2 separate regions of the Sus scrofa genome follow, and region 2 is linked to region 1. The links are chromatin contacts, called in public Hi-C maps. All regions are on one chromosome and are shown on one strand. Each heading gives the region's core, a stretch centred on a gene start, on an enhancer-like site or on the middle of the called end of the contact. The rest is flanking DNA. Distances are from core to core; before and after follow the strand shown.

The links. A called contact is a pair of places that touch in the nucleus more often than the background predicts.
Region 2: a Hi-C map of retroperitoneal adipose tissue shows a contact between it and region 1, with 2.1 times the contacts expected there. The contact joins two enhancer-like sites. A contact is called at or near these places in 14 of 47 Hi-C or Micro-C datasets (adipose tissue, embryonic fibroblasts, heart right ventricle and 7 more) and 2 of 2 datasets of contacts at active chromatin or transcription factors (alveolar macrophages and skeletal muscle).

What each region holds. Positions count from the first base shown.
Region 1 is chr7:57,276,526-57,280,977 of Sscrofa11.1, reverse strand. It overlaps PEAK1 (pseudopodium enriched atypical kinase 1), which reads left to right. Exons shown (of 6, transcript NM_001244188.1): 3 at 1-2,538. Among named protein-coding and RNA genes, the nearest start is that of TSPAN3, 91 kb to the right of the region's middle. Within about 2 kb of position 1,912, at least 18 of the 83 cell types and tissues checked have an H3K27ac peak or open chromatin away from gene starts, as enhancers often do. A contact at or near this core is called in alveolar macrophages, liver, omental adipose tissue and 1 more, where this site is marked.
Region 2 is chr7:57,576,482-57,580,933 of Sscrofa11.1, reverse strand. No RefSeq gene overlaps it. Among named protein-coding and RNA genes, the nearest start is that of HMG20A, 75 kb to the right of the region's middle. Within about 2 kb of position 1,978, at least 63 of the 83 cell types and tissues checked have an H3K27ac peak or open chromatin away from gene starts, as enhancers often do. A contact at or near this core is called in alveolar macrophages, liver, omental adipose tissue and 1 more, where this site is marked.

The sequences.
Region 1 (4,452 bases), core at 663-3,162:
TACTCAGGGCAAGCATGTTATTCTGAGTGGAAGCACAGAAGTGATCAGTAATGAAGGAGGCCGATTCTGTTACCCAGAGTTTTCTAGTGGCGAAGAGAGTGAGGAAGATGCGCTTTTCAGTAACATGGAGGAGGAGCATGAGAGCTGGGATGAGAGTGATGAAGAGCTGCTGGCCATGGAGATTCGTATGAGAGGGCAACCTCGCTTTGCCAACTTTAGGGCAAACACTTTGTCTCCTGTTCGATTCTTTGTGGACAAAAAATGGAATACTGTCCCCCTGCGAAATAAATCTCTTCAGAGAATCTGTGCTGTCGACTATGATGACAGTTATGATGAAATCCTGAATGGTTATGAAGAGAATTCTGTGGTCTCCTATGGACCAGGAAGCATTCAGAGCATGGTGTCATCTGACTCCACATCCCCAGATTCCTCTTTAACAGAAGAATCACGGTCCGAGACAGCCAGTAGTTTATCCCAGAAGGTTTGTAATGGGGGACTATCTCCCGGTAACCTGGGGGATTCTAAGGACATGAAGGAAAGTGAGCCCAATTGTGAAAGCCCCAGTGGTAATAATCAGGAGAAGACCTCAGCACAAGCATCCAAAAGCTCAGTAAAAGTTCCAGAGACACACAAAGCGGTCCTTGCTCTCCGATTAGAAGAGAAAGATGGCAAGATTGCCGTTCAGACTGAGAAGCAAGAAAGTAAAGCCTCTACAGATATTGCTGGGCAAGCAGTAACTATAAACCTCGTTCCTGTAGAAGAGCAAGCAAAGCCATACCGAGTAGTGAATCTGGAGCAGCCATTGTGCAAGCCTTACACTGTCGTGGATGTGTCAGCAGCCATGGCCAGTGAGCACCTCGAGGGCCCCGTTACCAGCCCCAAAACGAAGAGCTCATCTTCTACTCCTAACTCTCCAGTGACATCCCCTGCATTGACATCAGGACAAGTAAGTGCCCATTTCCAAAAATCCAGTGCAATCCGCTACCAGGAAGTCTGGACTTCCAGTACCAGTCCACGACAGAAGATACCTAAAGTAGAATTAATTAGCGGTGGGGCCGGACCAAATGTCCCTCCAAGGAAAAACTGTCACAAATCGGCACCTACTTCACCCACGGCTACAAACATTTCCTCCAAAACTATCCCTGTTAAGTCACCTAATTTGTCTGAAATAAAATTTAATAGTTATAACAATGCTGGTATGCCACCTTTTCCAATTATCATTCATGATGAGCCAACTTATGCTCGGAGCTCCAAAAATGCTATCAAAGTTCCCATTGTCATCAATCCAAATGCATATGACAATCTAGCCATTTACAAAAGTTTTCTCGGAACAAGTGGAGAACTTTCAGTGAAGGAAAAAACCACAAGTGTAATAAGCCATACTTATGAAGAAATAGAAACTGAAAGCAAAGTGTCTGATAACACCACTAACAAACCCACTGAATGTCCCCAAGCTAAAGGGTTTTCAAACAGCACAGAGCGTAAAAGGGGCTCAGTGGCTCAGAAGGTTCAGGAGTTTAACAGCTGTCTTAACAGAGGTCAGTCTTCACCGCAGAGAAGCTATAGTTCCAGCCACAGCTCCCCAACAAAGCCCCAGAGAACCACTCAAGAACCTGTGGCCAAAACAGAAAGCACTCAGGAGTCTCAGGTCGTGAGCAACAGCAGCAGCACCAGGGAGAAAGCGAGCACAGTGCTTTCTCAGATTGTAGCTTCTATCCAACCCCCACAGTCTCCTCCAGAAATGCCCCAGTCTGGCCCTAAAGCTTGCAGCGTGGAAGAGCTTTATGCAGTTCCTCCCGATGCCAGTGTTGCTAAGAGCACACCTAAGAGCACACCGGCCCGGCCCAAATCTCTCTTCACATCCCAGCCCAGTAGTGAGACTGAAGCAGCACCTCAGACCACAGAAAGTCCTACCACCAAAGTACAGAAAGATCCACTCATGAAGCCAGTCACCACTCCCCCCTCCAAATTAGTGACTAACCCCCCAAATGAGCCACCACCTCCCTTTCCCCCACCACGCTCTACATCCTCCCCTTACCACGCAAGTAACCTTTTGCAGAGGCATTTCACCAACTGGACCAAGCCAACCAGCCCTACCAGGTCCACAGAAGCTGAATCAGTTCTGCACTCAGAAGGCAGCAGACGGGCAGCTGATACAAAACCTAAACGCTGGATATCATTTAAAAGTTTCTTCCGCCGTCGGAAAACAGATGAGGAAGAAGACAAAGAGAAAGACCGAGAGAAAGGGAAGCTGGTGGGCCTGGATGGCACGGTCATCCACATGCTGCCCCCTCCTCCAGTTCAGCGCCACCACTGGTTCACAGAAGCAAAGGGGGAATCCAACGAGAAGCCAGCCATTGTCTTCATGTACAGGTGTGAGCCTGCCCAAGGCCAGCTCAGTGTGGATCAGGGCAAAGCCAGGGCAGAGCAGTCAGCAGTCACAGAGAGGAGTGGAATGGAGGATGGGTTACTACAGGACTCAGAGAAGAAGAAAAGAAGTCACTCTTCTCCATCACAGATACCTAAGAAAATTCTCAGGTATGTAAAAGAGGCTGGCAGAATGTGGGGATTTTTTAAAACATTTTCAGATGCTAAGGTTTTTTGCATCCCTAAGATTGTATAAGAGCCATTTTTGTTTGTGAGTAGCACTCAGCGGCCATCATCTGTCTCTATAACTGCATTCCAAGATTAGAATATTATTAAAGTGATTTTATTGCAGTGAACAAGGTTTATGCTCCTGGATTTTTTAGCTAAAGTAACCTGCAGCATTCCAGTAAATGCAAAGGGGCTTTACCATAGAAAAGCAAATCCGTAACACTTTAATAGCAATAAGTAATATGTTGCTTTGAAATATGCTATGACAGTGTGAGGAAGAAACGGGATCAAATGGGTAAATGGTGGTACTGTTCTTTTCTTCATGGTAAATGAAATCAAACTCTTTAAGCAGGCTTTTTCTTTTGGTGGGGATTAGGAGAGCTTTCATTGAGGTGTTATCTCTATATGCATTTTTTAAAAGGACTGTATTTTTTTTTTTATTGCTGTCTCTTTCTGTCCTTATTTCAAGTGTTGTGGAAAGGTGGGGGAAAGAGCAAGCAGTTTATAATTGTTTAACATGTAGATGAAATAAGAGAAGTGGTTATTGAGATTGAGACCCAGTGTTACAATCTTCTATCCAACTAGTACACCCACATCAGTTTTCTAAGCATTAGTTTTCTTTTACCTTGAGTAACCTACCGTCTATAAGGTTCATTGATCACCTACCCTGTATATATCTCAAATCCTTGTAACAGCCCTACAAACTGGTTGTATATTTCCCTTGAGGAAACTAAAAATCAGAGAAATTAACTGGCCAGATTCACGAGGCTAGTAATTGTCAAAGTCAGAATTCAAACCCTGATCTATCTCACTGTAAAATTTGTATTCTTTCAATAATGTTACATTGTTAAGGAACATAAGATCAAACAAAATTTGTATATTTTCACATGTAACATTCACATAAACATTTGTTTAGGATGCTTAAGTTTTTTCATTCTCATTTCTATCGTAAGCAAAATTAATGAACTGCCAATAAAAACAAAGAACTGTTGTTTGTAACAAATGATTTCTTTATATCCCCTGTTCTTTTTATTCTTAAACAAAGATATGCCCTGAGTATTCCATTCATCTGATTTTTAGTCTTCCTCCCTCTTGATTTACAGAGAGCTTTCTCTGCCAGGCCTGGCCTCCTCCCAGCAAAGACAGAAAACTCTGATATAGGACAGATTTTCTCACCAGCTTGTCTTTAGAAAAGTGTGAATAAAAATGAACACTTAATCCCTTCACTTTTTCTAGCAAAATGCTAGGAAGCTTTATATATATTCTTTACTAAAATAAACTTTTTGCATATCCCCAAATGGTTGCCAAAATGCTAACAAGTTCCTGTTTTCCTTATATCCATGTAATCACAAAGCAAGTGGAATAGTGGTAATGTATTTCTGGGAAGAACGGCTTTGTCATTGGTAGTTGAAAGTAGATGATAGAATATTATACTCCAGTAGTAATAAAATGCATGTATTGCAGGTTACTGTTTTATTTAGAAAAGAAGCAATTTAAACAATGCATGGTTGGAGTCACCTATAAGGGAATGGCAGATGATCAATAAATAGCTTTACTCCTCATTAAGTATGGCTACAGTATATTTATCCATATCCTGGAGGGCAGAGTCAAGGAATGATTTGGCTTCTCTTCTATGGAATAAGACCCTCTCCTTCGGCTACATGCCACTGTATGTGGGCTTGAGGGTAGCCCAGGCCCTTGGTGTGGCAGATCTCTTACTATACAGCTTATATTTTCACAGATTTGCTTGTATAGGGGCTGTCATATCTTCCAAATCTATCAGTCCTTTATAGGTAACATTTATTTATCCAAATGATGTGGTGCATTTGCCACATTGGTTGTCAGATTTAACCATGC
Region 2 (4,452 bases), core at 729-3,228, 300 kb before region 1:
CAGCTCTGATTGACCCCTAGCCTGGGAACTTCCATATGCCACAGATGCAGCCTTAAAAAGACACACACACACATAGGAAAGAAAGAAAACTACAGCAGCACAGCAAAGACACTGTCTTATCAGTGAGCTTTGCAGTTACCCAAGTCACCCAGGTTTTAATGGAGAGATGGTCTGGAGATGTTGCAAGTGACACAGACAGTGGCCTAGTTTGGAATAATGGAATGAGGGTCTTTACAGAACTCAGCTGAATGTTTTTCCACTATGACATTACTGCATCTCAACAGCCTGTTAAGGTATATAGGGTGGATTAAAATCCCCAGGTTACGGATGAGAAAACTGAGTCTCCAAGAGAGGAAGAGACCCATGCTAACCAGTGGCTGCAGTGGCTGTGAACCCAGGTTTCTTGGCTCCATCCAGACCTCATTTAGCCACCTGGGCTGAAGGAAACCTGGGAGTCAAGGCCAAAGGTGCCTGGGGACTGAGGTCCATGAGGGTGGGGATGGGGAGAGAGGCACACCACTTCAAGTTCAAGTTGCTAGTTTTGCAGAGTGTAAAATTACTGCACAAGTCCCAGAGAATAAACAGAGTTAACACCCCATTAAATACAATGGACTTTCAACGTGAGCTTGAGACGTGCCCAGATTGAAACTAGCTGAGCAGGAGCTGGCCCGTGAGTAAAATGTATCACACGCACTGCCTTAACGTTTCCAAAAAAGAAAAATCTAGCTCGGGGAGAAGAAAGCGCCGGCAGCAGCTCTGCAGGCTCAGGGCTGAGGATCCGGTAATGAAGTCTTTCTGGAAGGTAAGAAAGGGCTGTGTGCTGTATGCTATTTTTAAACATGCTGGAGCAGCACATGTATTCCTGCCCCTCCGCACTTTCTCCAGCAGAGGAGGGGCCCCGGGGAATGCAGCCAGGAATTTAGATGCTATTTATTGTATTTCCTTTTATCAGTCAAATGATTTTCCTATTTCCCACATAGATAAAGATCTTCCGCTTACAGCTCCAGCTTGTTGACCTTGTCAGGACTGCTGTGCAGTCTGGAAATTGGTCCCAGAGAGAGAAGGGCATTGTTGTGAGGGGTTTGTTTGGCGGGTTGGGTTTTTCTTCTCCCAATAGGGAGGAGATCCATTTACAAAAAAAAAAAAAAAAAAAAAACCTTCCAAAAAACAAAAACTGATTGTTTCGTGTCTTTTTCCAAAACTGCAAGGTTGTCCAAGGAATTTGGTTCCCCAACCTCCCTCTGACCTCCACCTGAATATCTCCACCCTATCTTTCACCATCTCTCTCTCTCTCTCTCTCTCTCTCACACACACACACACACACACACACACTTCAGCAGCAAGCCTGACCCTGGGCCTGCTGCTGAGCCGCAGTCTTGGCAGGCGGTGGGTGGTGGGGTGGAGGGGGCGGCAGCTGGGTCTCAGCTTGTAAGCTGAGCCAGGCTCTCCGCGGTGCCAGGACTAGAGGCCCCTTGGAGATGCCAGCAGGCCTGAGTGGGAGCAGTTACAACTTCCCCTCGCTGGAAGCTTTGGAGCCAGCAAGGCCTCTAGGAGCCGCATTTCCAGGCGAGGGAGTGGCCTCAGGGCTGCTATCCAGCGGGAGGTCTCCTCTTGGGCAAGCTGCCCTCTTTGTTTGCCTCGCCTGGGCCTGCTGGCCAGGTTCAAGGGTCGGAGCCAGCCCACTTCTCCTCGCCTTCTCAGAACGCCACCAGCGGATGATGCCGGAGGCCGGGGTTTCATTATAAATCCTCTCCATTTCTGGCTCGTTCTCAACCACAAAACATAAAGAGAGCCAGCGAGCCTCAGCTAGAATTCAGCCCCTCGCAGACTCAATGTTTGCAGAACGAGGAGCTGCAGGCCCCTCCGCCCCGGCGTGGGTCCGCTGCGGATTTTGACAGCCGCCAGTTTTTTCTGAAGCCCCAGGTTCTTCCCCAGCGTCGTGGCGCTTCCGGGCCAGGACGGCAGAGGGCAGTGGCTCTCCTGACAGCACCTCTGTCAACGCGGCGCTCACACATCTGGAAATGGGCTCTCCCACTCTCTTACGAAATGCTGGACGAGGATCGGTCTGTGTGAAATGTACTGGCACCGAGGGAGCAGCATCCGCATCAAGAATTCCACTTTCTCATTAATGCTATGTCCCCCTCAAGAGCGCTTGTGGAATGTGGGGAATTCGCCTTGCCAAGGCAGCCAGCAAATCTCAGTCTTTTGGGGCTTGGTCAGGCCTGGGTGGAATGCTTGGAAGGACCACCTCTGGTCCAAAGCCTTTGCCCTTCCCTCCCACGTGGAAGGTGAAAAACAAAACAGAGGAGCGGACCCCCCAGATCTTCCCCCAGGGGAAGAAAGCAAAAAATGAAAGCCTTGCCCTTCCGTGCCTCCTGAAGACAGCGCATGCTCATAGTTCCAGGTTCTTGAGAAACAAGACCTAATTCTAAGAAAGCATCTTCCTAAATTACAAGCGATTAGAAATGCCAGTGTGACTCGCAGTGTGCAGCTGGGAAGGGAGAAACTGGATGGCGGAGGGCAGAGCTGGCACTGGGGAAGCGCCTGCCTTCTACTCTGAGACTGCTCCCTAGACTTCCCAAAGCTGCATGCATTTAAATGTCCACATTTTTTCCACAGAAGCCAGCACTCTGGACTTCTCTTGGCCAAACAACACATCTGTCTAATATGATGTGGGAGAAATATGTTACATTCTTTTATGAACGGAATGTTAACACCACCTAGAATCAATATTTATATCCAAGAACACAATGATCTGGCTTGTTTTGTGCTGCCCTGTTGCAGAAAGGGACATTCGGGAAGAGCTGAGAGGTTCCCTCTCTTCTTGCCCAGAAAGGCCGACCTACCAAGGCAAATCATCTGGGGCTCAGGCATCGAAAGGGTTTCGGCCTTGGAGGCCCTGCTGGTTCCCTTCCTGCCCCTGCCGCCCTCTGTCTCTTGGGACTTCAAGAGGAAGTCAGAGAGCAGCAAGTGGGGCAGGAATGTGCAGTGAGATCCAGGACCTGAGGCAGCGTTCTGTCTAGCTGACAGTCCCTGAGGGTTGCGCTTTGGGGAGGAAGGTCAGGCTTACATCCTGGCACTTCCTCCTTCTCATCAAAGGAGGAGATGATACACCTTAACATAAATCCTTAGGCCAGAGACTTCTGGGAGCCTAAAAACAAAGAACAGTGGGTAAAAACATTTTCTTTCATGCTGGTAATATTTTTTTGGCCAGGCAATGACCCTTATCTGAGACAGCCACTGTCACAGAGACGGAAGCCACCTCTCCCCTCCTCAGAATCAAGGAGATCAAGCTCCTTAGGATGGTTTATTCTTTTTTTTTTTTTTTTTTTTTTTTGTCTTTTGTCTTTTCAGGACCACACCTGCGGCATATGGAGGTTCCCAGGCTAGGGGTCTAATCAGAGCTACAACTGCTGGCCTACACCACGGACACAGCAACGCCAGATCCAAGCCGTGCCTGCAACCTACACCACAGCTCATGGCAATGCTGGATCCCTAACCCACTGAGCAAGGCCAGGGATCGAACCCACAACCTCATGGTTCCTAGTCGGATTCGTTTCCGCTGCACCACAAAGGGAACTCCTGGGTGGTTTATTCCTTAATGCTGTTTTTATTCCATTGCCTTCTAAAGCTTCGGGGCCTGCAGCCTGGAGTCAGCCACTTGCAGGTAAAATCATTACCTAATTATAAAAAAACCCCAACCAAACAAAAACCTCTCCTCCTTTCCCAGAACATTTAAGTTTGCCTGTACCAAAGCATCTACAATTGTGAGAGTCCTGAATTGGTCCCTCATTTTGCAGAGCAAGCAAGCCTATTTCGTTTTCACATTAGATGGTGAAGGTTACCACTTTCAACAATAGCCCTTGTCTCTCTCATTAAATGCCTGGAGCTCATTATGGTATAACCTGCAGAAGAGTCTTTACTGCTTTAATAGGCACGGTCTTTAGAAAAGATCTTTGGCTTATATATAAGATCAAGACATGATTAATCTTGGCCCCATTTAGCCGTGGGTCAGGTTTTCAAGCTACAGAGAAACCCCTTCTTAGCATGATCATAATTTACAAGTTTCTATCATCTCTAGCCCTTTCCCCCATATTGTTAGCATGTTCAGGTGCTGCAAATCACTTGGTCTGTCTTGTATTTTCATCCTGTTGTAAGATATGAATAAATCTTTGCTATAACATCAGCTATGGTAAACAGATATTATTTCACAGTAAGCTACTGGGAAGTTCAGCATCTTCTTTACAGATGCAAAATTCCACCTGCAGAAATCCCACACAAGGAACCTATGTAAGTTAAATGCTCTAAACATCTTTAGAGATACTGCCTGATTTAAGCCAACAGAAAAGTTGCACCTGGGTCCAGATGCTGTTTCTGGTGTCAAGGGCAGAACAAAGGAATAGTGAAGGTTGGTAGTAGGGCAGATGTTCCGACAGTGAAATCTTTAGTCAG